3 separate regions of the Mus musculus genome follow, and all the other regions are linked to region 2. A link is a contact called in public HiChIP or PLAC-seq and promoter capture Hi-C data. All regions are on one chromosome and are shown on one strand. The core of a region is the stretch at or near the end of the contact, and the rest is flanking DNA. Distances in the headings are between cores, read along the strand shown. Region 1 has its middle 25 kb from the start of Akr1b3. Region 2 holds the start of Bpgm (2,3-bisphosphoglycerate mutase). Region 3 overlaps Cald1 (caldesmon 1).

The links. Promoter capture Hi-C pulls out the DNA fragments that hold promoters and counts their contacts. HiChIP or PLAC-seq counts read pairs in DNA pulled down with a chosen protein or histone mark.
Region 1: a contact with region 2 is called in a FOXA1 HiChIP or PLAC-seq map of pancreatic cancer cells. The contact joins the enhancer-like site here to the promoter of Bpgm in region 2. A contact is called at or near these places in 6 of 39 promoter capture datasets (the C10 cell line, the HPC-7 cell line, Sertoli cells and 2 more), 1 of 15 datasets of contacts at CTCF or cohesin (the NIH/3T3 cell line), 4 of 484 Hi-C or Micro-C datasets (bone marrow-derived macrophages, embryonic fibroblasts, embryonic stem cells and 1 more), 6 of 115 datasets of contacts at active chromatin or transcription factors (the HPC-7 cell line, bone marrow-derived macrophages, embryonic stem cells and 1 more) and 5 of 9 other capture datasets (adipose tissue, embryonic stem cells, liver and 2 more).
Region 3: a promoter capture Hi-C map of liver shows a contact between it and region 2. The contact joins the enhancer-like site here to the promoter of Bpgm in region 2. A contact is called at or near these places in 10 of 39 promoter capture datasets (the 3T3-L1 cell line, 3T3-L1-derived adipocytes, cranial neural crest and 7 more), 1 of 484 Hi-C or Micro-C datasets (muscle stem cells), 8 of 115 datasets of contacts at active chromatin or transcription factors (bone marrow-derived macrophages, embryonic stem cells, epiblast stem cells and 2 more) and 1 of 9 other capture datasets (adipose tissue).

The regions. Positions count from the first base shown.
Region 1 is chr6:34,291,478-34,294,309 of GRCm38.p6, forward strand. No RefSeq gene overlaps it. Among named protein-coding and RNA genes, the nearest start is that of Akr1b3, 25 kb to the right of the region's middle. Within about 2 kb of position 1,549, at least 53 of the 459 cell types and tissues checked have an H3K27ac peak or open chromatin away from gene starts, as enhancers often do. A contact at or near this core is called in bone marrow-derived macrophages and pancreatic cancer cells, where this site is marked.
Region 2 is chr6:34,475,041-34,477,740 of GRCm38.p6, forward strand. Bpgm (2,3-bisphosphoglycerate mutase) reads left to right here and starts at 1,316. Exons shown (of 3, transcript NM_007563.5): 1 at 1,316-1,382.
Region 3 is chr6:34,726,225-34,728,924 of GRCm38.p6, forward strand. All of the region lies in intron 3 of Cald1 (caldesmon 1), which reads left to right. It overlaps Gm38787 (a long non-coding RNA gene), which reads right to left. Exons shown (of 3, transcript XR_868972.2): 1 at 294-2,700. Among named protein-coding and RNA genes, the nearest start is that of Gm38787, 5.2 kb to the right of the region's middle. Within about 2 kb of position 1,272, at least 11 of the 459 cell types and tissues checked have an H3K27ac peak or open chromatin away from gene starts, as enhancers often do. A contact at or near this core is called in liver, where this site is marked.

The DNA of each region.
Region 1 (2,832 bases), core at 299-2,798, 180 kb before region 2:
CCCCATGACCCAACGCAATCCATGGAAGGAATTTATTTCAACTGTAGAAGGATACAAATCCATCATGGTGGGAAGGCACGGTAGCAAGGGGCCGTCGTGACACCAAGACAAGGCAGCTAAGAGCCTCCATCTTGAACCACAAGTTATGCAGAGAGAGTAAACTGAAGTAGGGCAAGTCTATGAACTCTCAAGGCCCGCCTCAGTGGTATCTCTCCTTCAGCAGGGCTACATCGCCTAAACAGCCCCAAACAGCACCACCAACTGGGGACCAAGTATTCTAAACATGTACGTTTAAGACTGTGAACACGACAGTGTAGGGGGGTCCTTGGGTAAGCAAGAGTGAAGAATGCCGTTGAAGAGCGAGTATTAGTTTGGTATTTCAAATGTGCCCATCAACAGGGAGAGAGTACAGATAAACATGTTTTTGTAAGCCTCAGTTTTCTTCTTTGGAGATGGGTGAACCCAGATCACTGCTGAGATTTTAGTAACGTAAGGAAATCAGTGGATCTGATCCAAACTCTAAAGGGTCCCCCTAACCCAGTAGTGGGGATTTGGGTCCTAGGAATATTGACTAAATGCCTTAGAGAGCTCAGAGGCTTGTAGGGTGGGGTGGAGACAGAATAGAAGCTCTAGTAAAAGAGCAGAAACCCAGAAAAGAAGGGAGACCTCAGGAATAGGCCAATGAGCCAGGTGAAGAGGAGGCGGAGGCCATCCGAGTCCCAGGCTGGCAAGAGAAAAAGGAAACAGCAGACACTGCAGAGAGGGGTGAGCAGCTCAGGAGAGGCAGGCGGCAAGCAGAAGAGTTAGTAACAACACAGGCACCAAGAGAGGGAATGCCTGTGTGGTTTGAGGTTTTTATTTTACAAGATATTTCTGGAAAGCCCCAGAGAGGAAAGGTAATATAAGAGGGTTATTACCAGCTGTGGTTTCCATTAGTGAAAAGGTCATGTGATCACTTCTCTTCCTATTTTACATCCACCGTCAAATCTCATTCCCCTCCAGTCAGTATGGACAAATCTGTTGAATTCTATCTGGTTTCAATATCGCTGCATAAGTGTGAGGCAGGCATAAAGGGAGCAAACGACACAAGGATGTAAAGGGAAAGGACCGGGGTGCTCATGAATTTGGTTTCTGGACACAAGAGAAGGGGGAGATGATATATGGGGTCATTAGCAGGTGGATTGTTGGGAATAGCAAGGCATGACTGGCCTGCCATGTCTGTCAACTGGGGCAAGCTGTGCGACACACACCCTGTAGGGATCATGTATTTACACAGTGGCTCGGAACACGGAGCTTGCTGTGTCTGCACCTCCTTCCCTCCTCCTCAAACTGCATGCATTCTGTATACGTTAAGAGTGGTTCTTGTTTGGTGGGAGCAACGCTACCTCCCTCACAAACTCTCGGTGAGGGTTGGAGGTGGTGTATACCAAGGGCTTAGTGTTGTACCCGCTCCTTCTGTTAGTGGCTTAGACAGTGGTACTGCCAGGAAGGGTCTCTCCACGTACAATCACTAAAACAGAAGTGTTGATCCAGCTTAGCCAGCAGAGGGAGGCACACACCGTGCTATAAGCTTAGGAGGCTAGGAGGTGGTAAGCATGGACGGAAACGGCCTTTGTCTCACACAGCCTGAGCAGGAGGAACAAGGCTCCCGTCTGCCTTTGCTTGGCTTTGGCTTGGCTTTGGCCTTGTAAAGGGTGCTCAGCCCAAGTGCTTGACTTAAACCCACTTAGACCACAGAGGCACTGTCAGGTGAGTTCTGATGAAACAGGCAGGCCAGGGAGCAGACAGGAACCAGAGAGAGGGCAATGTATGTACTCCACCCTATCCAAGAGGAATTTAGTCACGTACATGGACAGAGGAGAAGCTGGGTCAAGGAAGATTTCAGCAGCATAGAGTAGAGGCCAGGCCCTTTGTGCTGCCTAATTGCCTTCGTGTGAATGGGAATATCACCTCCCTGCAGTCTATAAAATATGCAATCCTTTCCTGTCCTCTGTCACCATCAGGCGGTTATCACCTCATGTTTCCCTGCAGGCAAGACTTTGCGAAGACTGCTCTCTACGGGCACACAGAGAAAGTAGCCTCTCTACTGTAAAGTGGAAAGGTAAGAAGTTATAGGCACAGACATCTTAGCCCATCTCTTCTACTTTCCTCCAGAGAAATCCAGGAAGTGAGATGCAATTGAATAGGACATAGGAACAATGTGCACGAAATAGGTACGTTCATTATCTTTCGTAGGACTCATTCCCCTCTTTCTAAAGGAAAATGCCACCAGCTTCCAGATGATGCCTGAGGAGTCCCTTCTAGATTGTCATGCGAGAGATGGAGTAATCTTTCCATGCTTTTCAGTGTGCGGAAGGAAGTTGGCCACATAACTAGGTCTCCATACTCAACACCCACTGATCATTACCCAAGTGCAGGAAGTAAGCAGAGAGTCCTGAGGCATCCAACTTTGTTTTTCGTGGAAGACTTTTTTTTTTTCCTTAAACACCTTTTAAGAGTCAGAACCTGAAGGTGGTGAGATGGCTCAGTGGGTAAAGGTACTCGCCTCCAAGCCTGATGACTTGAGTTCGATCCCCAGAGCCCACACAGTCAAAGAAGGGAACCAGAATTGACTTTCATAAGTTGTCTTCTGACCACCACATGCTCGCTGTGTCATGTGTGTGTACACACATGCAAACACACGCACACATAAAATAAATAGTAAAAAAACCAGAGCTGGCTCTTTAAGCTCTCACCTTTCCTACTCTCATCTCTAGCCCTCCTTCTCTCTCTCTCCCTCCCCATCTCTCTCCACGTGGCCATGGCCAGCCTCTGTCTTTCTACCTGCTCTCT
Region 2 (2,700 bases), core at 66-2,565:
CTGAGGAGAAAGCTTTGATACTACAGGGCAGCGGAAATGTTTTCTGGTCCATCTGCCCTCATGAAGAAGAGGAAGAACAGGTTGGCAGGTGTGTACGATTGGGCAGATTCCTTCTCCAGCTGTTCTGACCTGAGAATCCACTGGCTAAGACAAGTAGCCACACCTGAGCCATCCAGGAGGTAGAGTTTAACTTTGCTAAGCCACCATCACTACAGCACTGGGTTCACACACCATCACTCCAGCCGACAGAACTCACTGTCCTTGAGAGACGCTCTCTCAGAAAGGGGTAGCTGCAACTATCATGAGCTAAAATGCATAAATGGGACATACAGCTTGCTACAAGCAGGCCATCATGACACCAGTTCATGGTGTGTCAAGATTTTCATCCTAAATAACTGATCTGAGCACCCATTAGCTGGTCACAAACTTATTGGACTTGTTTATAGAATTAACTAGGTGAGTTCAGAAGACACTAAGTGGAACAGCTTTCAGAAACCAAGAAGGGGAATTTTCCCGTCTGCTCAGGCACACATAACATTTCTTATCTTTCTCATTCACGTTTTGACACACGTTTCAGACCTTGTGTGGTAGTTCAAGCCTGCTTAGTAGCTTCCAGCTCTGGTACCAGACCCGAGTGACAAGCTGGCATTTTCATAGGTTTAATTTCAGAAACTGTAGTGTACCATTTTCTACTTTTCTAACCTCTTCGCCCTTCTTGTACTTTTAGGATATCCTATTATTCGCTTCTCTTCTCTTCATAATGTTAGGAGAAAGTAAGAATGAGCGACTATCTGTAAATAGGACACTTTAAAGGTTTTCATTTTAATCTCTGTTTTCGACGCACAGGCGTGCCAAACAAGCTTTCGTGAGGATCTACCGGGTTCAGCCTAGGTAGGACCTGAAATTTTCCGTTAACTAGAAGAAGTATCCCTTCATCTGCTGACCCGCTTTTCACAGCAGGTGTGTTTCAATTTCGAGAACTTCAAACAGGTCTCTGGACGGCAAAGCTAGCAGCCCACAAACATTGCCCCGGCGATGCTCAGGGGTTTGGGTCTCTACGACTAAAGCCCGCCTGCCTATGTCCGAAACTACCATCTTATTGGTCTATCCGTGCGTCTGTTTCCTCATTAAACCAATCATAGCTTCCCTTCTTACCCCAGGGACTTGAGAAACCGGAAAGAACCTCCGGCTGGTCGCTGGCCAGAGGGCGGGGCCGTGAATGAGTGACAACTCTGTCTTCCAATACCCAGCGCTATCGGTTCTGACCATTTTGGCTTCTAGGCTACAAAAGAGCGTTGATGCCGGCTGTAGCGATGAATCCTCACTGGCGTCTGCAGCACGGCGTTACCGAGGACCGGCTGCTACTGGTAGTTTCCTTGCAGGTGAGTGGCTTCGTTGTAATTGTTACAGTTGTGAGGATTTCTTTTCTTTCATGAGTGGCTTGCTGTTCTATCGTGAGAAGGCCGGTTGCTACCTTGCCCGGCTTTAGTATCTGGTGGGAACCTGATGCCCGCTTCAAGCGAGACCCTCCCGAGTACCCCAGCTCTCAGCTGGCCCTTTCTCAGCGAGCATCTCTCAGGAACAGTGAGTTCTGTCGGCTGGAGTGATGGTGTGTGAACCCAGAGCTGTAGTGATGGTGGCTTAGCAAAGTTAAACTCTACCTCCTGGATAGCTCAGGTGTGGCTACTTGTCTTAGCCAGTGGATTCACTGGAAGGAAGCAGGTGTAGGGCGAAGGCAGACCTTGATCCTAAAAGTGTAAGTTAAGGGGGGAAATATCATGGAAGGCAAAGAGGTTGTTGCATATTCAGGAGTCTCAGGAACCATATTCCGGGTTCAGGGGAACACTACCCCCTCCCCAGCACACACGCGTGCACGCCCGACCACCACTATCATGGCCAAAAAGTGTCATTTCTTTTTGTGCTAAGGGGTAGGAGCAAGTATTTCACTACAGTAAGTCAAAAGAAATGCAAAATTGTAATGAAGTTTATTATTAGACTTTGCAGGATGGAGCCCCCCCCCCCAAATTAGGAAGGGTTTATAGCCCGTGAATGGGGGAAATGGTTCTAGAATATTAACTAACAGAATTCCGACGCCTTCGGGAGGAAATAAAAAGTAAATGGTTACATTTCAGCAGCAGGTACAAACGTTTCTATAATAAAAGTCGTGTTAGTTTGTCTGTAAAACTGAATTTTCACATTTTTTTAAAAGAATTGTTTATTTTATGTATATAAGTACATTGTAGCTGTATTCAGACACACCAGAAGAGGACATCTGATCACTTTACAGATGGTTGTGAGCCACCATGTGGTTGCTGGGAATTTAACTCAGGACCTCTGGAAGAACCGGCAGTGTTCCTAACCTCTGAGCCATCTCTCCAGCCCAATTTTCACATTTTTTTCAAGACTGTTTTATGTGTATGATTTTTTTGCCTGAATGTATGTATGTGTACTCTGTGTACGCCTAGTGTCCATGGACCACCCCCCCCCCCCCGGAACTGGAGCAAATGTCTATGAGCCCCCCTGCAGGTGCTAGGAAGGGAACCCAGTTCCTCTGGAAGAGCAGCCAGTGCTCCTGACCACTGAGCCATCTCTCCAGCCCAGTTTCCACATCGTTTAAAAAGGCAGAAGTTACATTTCTAAGGCCCATGCCTTTATTAAAGGCTATGTAAAATTAAAGATAATTAGACAATTTTTCACTAT
Region 3 (2,700 bases), core at 22-2,521, 250 kb after region 2:
GAGAGACAGGCAGGTGGTATGTACACATTCACATACAAACAATGAGAGAGACAGGCAGGTGCTGTGTACACAGTCACATACAAACACACAGAAAGATAAATCTTTGATCTGGACCAGAGTCCACAGTCTGAATAGAAAACAAACAAACAAACAAACACACACACCAGGTGACTCAGTTTGCCTTAGCCTCCCATTATTGACCAGGTTCAAATCAGATATGTCTTCTGTCCACCACCAATTGTGGCTGTGGTTATTGTTGTTGCTTGCTTTGGTTTTAGACAAGGAAAACATACCTTTTCCAGTTCCTAGTTCCAGGAGGGATCTGAATAATGACTTCTGCCAAGAAAGAAGCATAAGGATACCAAGCATATCCATGATAAATCCACTGAAACATTTGCATTCTAGACCAGTGCGCAAAATGTACCAGCCCAAGCAAGCACTGGAAAGTTTGTGGCCAGTAATTGCTTTCAACAATTAGAGGGAAGGATTTGAGAGAAATGAGGTGTCGGGTTACCACACTTTCAATGTTTAGAGGGGGAGGGTTTGAGAGAAATGTGACAAGTTGGGGTCCCGCTCTTGTATTTGTTGCTGATGTCACCTCTGCCATCAAGCTGTGAAGCTGATGCTGTTGCTCCGTTCAGGTTTAATATGGTTCTGATCTGTCATCTCATAGTCACGGTCATTTCTTCCCTCAGTGAGATTCCCCCACACCCCGGAACACCTTCGGTGCCTCCCCAGGTGCCACCTGTCAGTGTTTCAATGCCTTTTGCTTCCCTTTCATGCTTTTGGGCATCCTTAGTCAATGAAAGTAGTGTATGGAAATCACATGGTGCCGGGGTGAGGTGGGGGTGAAACAGAACTTTAGCTCTAGAGGAACACTCCTGATGATGGATGTAGGGGGTGGGGTCTTAGATGCAAATAAAGCAGTCCGTGATGCAGGTCTGACACAACCTTGGTGACTTCACAGGAGGCACAGGCCGATTTTCAGGATGCCTGCTGCTTCTGAGCCTCTCTCGAGGGTGGAGGGTCGGTGCATCTGGAGCTGGCAAGAGGAAAGGGGGATGTTAATGTTGCTATAGAAGCAGGAAGGCAGGGGAAGAGAAAATGGAGTGGAAGGGCAAAGAATTAAAGCTTTTTCTGGTACTTTTCTGGCCATCCCTTCTGGCCCTGACACCTTACCCCTGACCCCTTTTCTAGCCATGTGTACCATCCCCAGAGGCAAGCACGGGGCTTAGAATGCGCAGCTCTCGGTGCCACGTGGCCCTCTAGTCTCGGTGGAGTCAGAAGGTTTACCTGTGGCAGGCCTTATCTAGTTTAAACTAACATTGCTAAAGAGCCCTGTGCTTTGAAGGTTTGTGCAGAAGCTGCAGGCAGAAGGGAAATTGCTGGAAATACAAGGAAGGTTGTGCTCAGGGAGCCAGTGCCCACCTCGCTGAGGGAGCACGGAGGAGGGCTTCCTCTGCCCCTCGCTTGCTTTTTTCAGCAGGCTGTGTGAGGAGCCAAAGGCTTTTCCTAGGTCTGTAATCTCTACTGAAACCCAATCCACGTAGCACACAGTCCACCCACTGTAGATATACAAGCCCAAGGTTCTTAGTACAGTCGCCGACCGCACAGCCATCGACCGCCATAGTCACTGACCAACATTTTCACCTTCAGCAAAAACTCACATGGTAAAAAAAAAAATTATGTGGAAAATAGACTTTCGTTTGTGATTTTGTTGTTGAAAAAATCTGTAAGTGTGATCTACCAAGACAATCATACCTTGTCTTCATACCTAGGCTTGAGGGGGAAATAAAACTCTTAAATCTCACAAGTAGAAGTTGAAGCAATTTATTTAAAATTCGTGTGGCTTTGGAAGGAGAAATGGTGGACAGACACACATTGGAAATTAGGGGGGATTTAGTATGTTAGCTCCATGCTTCAACATACCAAGCGTTTATCTCTCCCACTTGTACGTATCCATTTTCCATAAACTTAAACACAAGACTAAGGGACTGGAGAGAGGACTCAGCCCTTAAGAGCAGTTGTTCTTGCAGGGGACCTGGCTTCAATCCCCAACACCCCTCGATGGCTCACAAACATCCATGATTCTGGTTCCAGGGCATCTACCACCCTTTTCTGACTTCCTCAAGCACCAGACATACACATGGTGCTCACGTATAAATTCAAGCAAACACTCATACTCATATAATTTTAAAAATTAAAAAAAAAAAAAAAAACCCTAAGCTGCAACTGTCATTGAAAGTTGAATGGCAGAATCAACTGAAGCTCACGCTAGCCAGGCTTTCAAATAACTGATCACAGTGTGCTAAAACTAAGATTAAGATGTAATAGAAGTTCTATGAATACTGATAAATTAGACCTTTAATAAGTTTTTTCAGTATTATTCTCTTACACTTCTTTTTGTGTTTTATAATGTGTAAGCATTTCAATAGTACTATATATGATTAATTTGTAAATAACTGAATATATATAAATCAAGACAGATAACTGATGGCACCTGGCTTTTTGTTGTTTTCTTTCTTTCTTTCTTTCTTTCTTTCTTTCTTTCTTTCTTTCTTTCTTTCTTTCTTTCTTTCTTTGTTAGACAAAGTCTCACTATGTAGCCCAGGCTGGCCTAGAATTTGCTACATAGACCAGGCTCATAGATGTCTGTCTGCTTCTGCCTGAGTGCTGGGAAGAAAGTTGTCCACCACCACA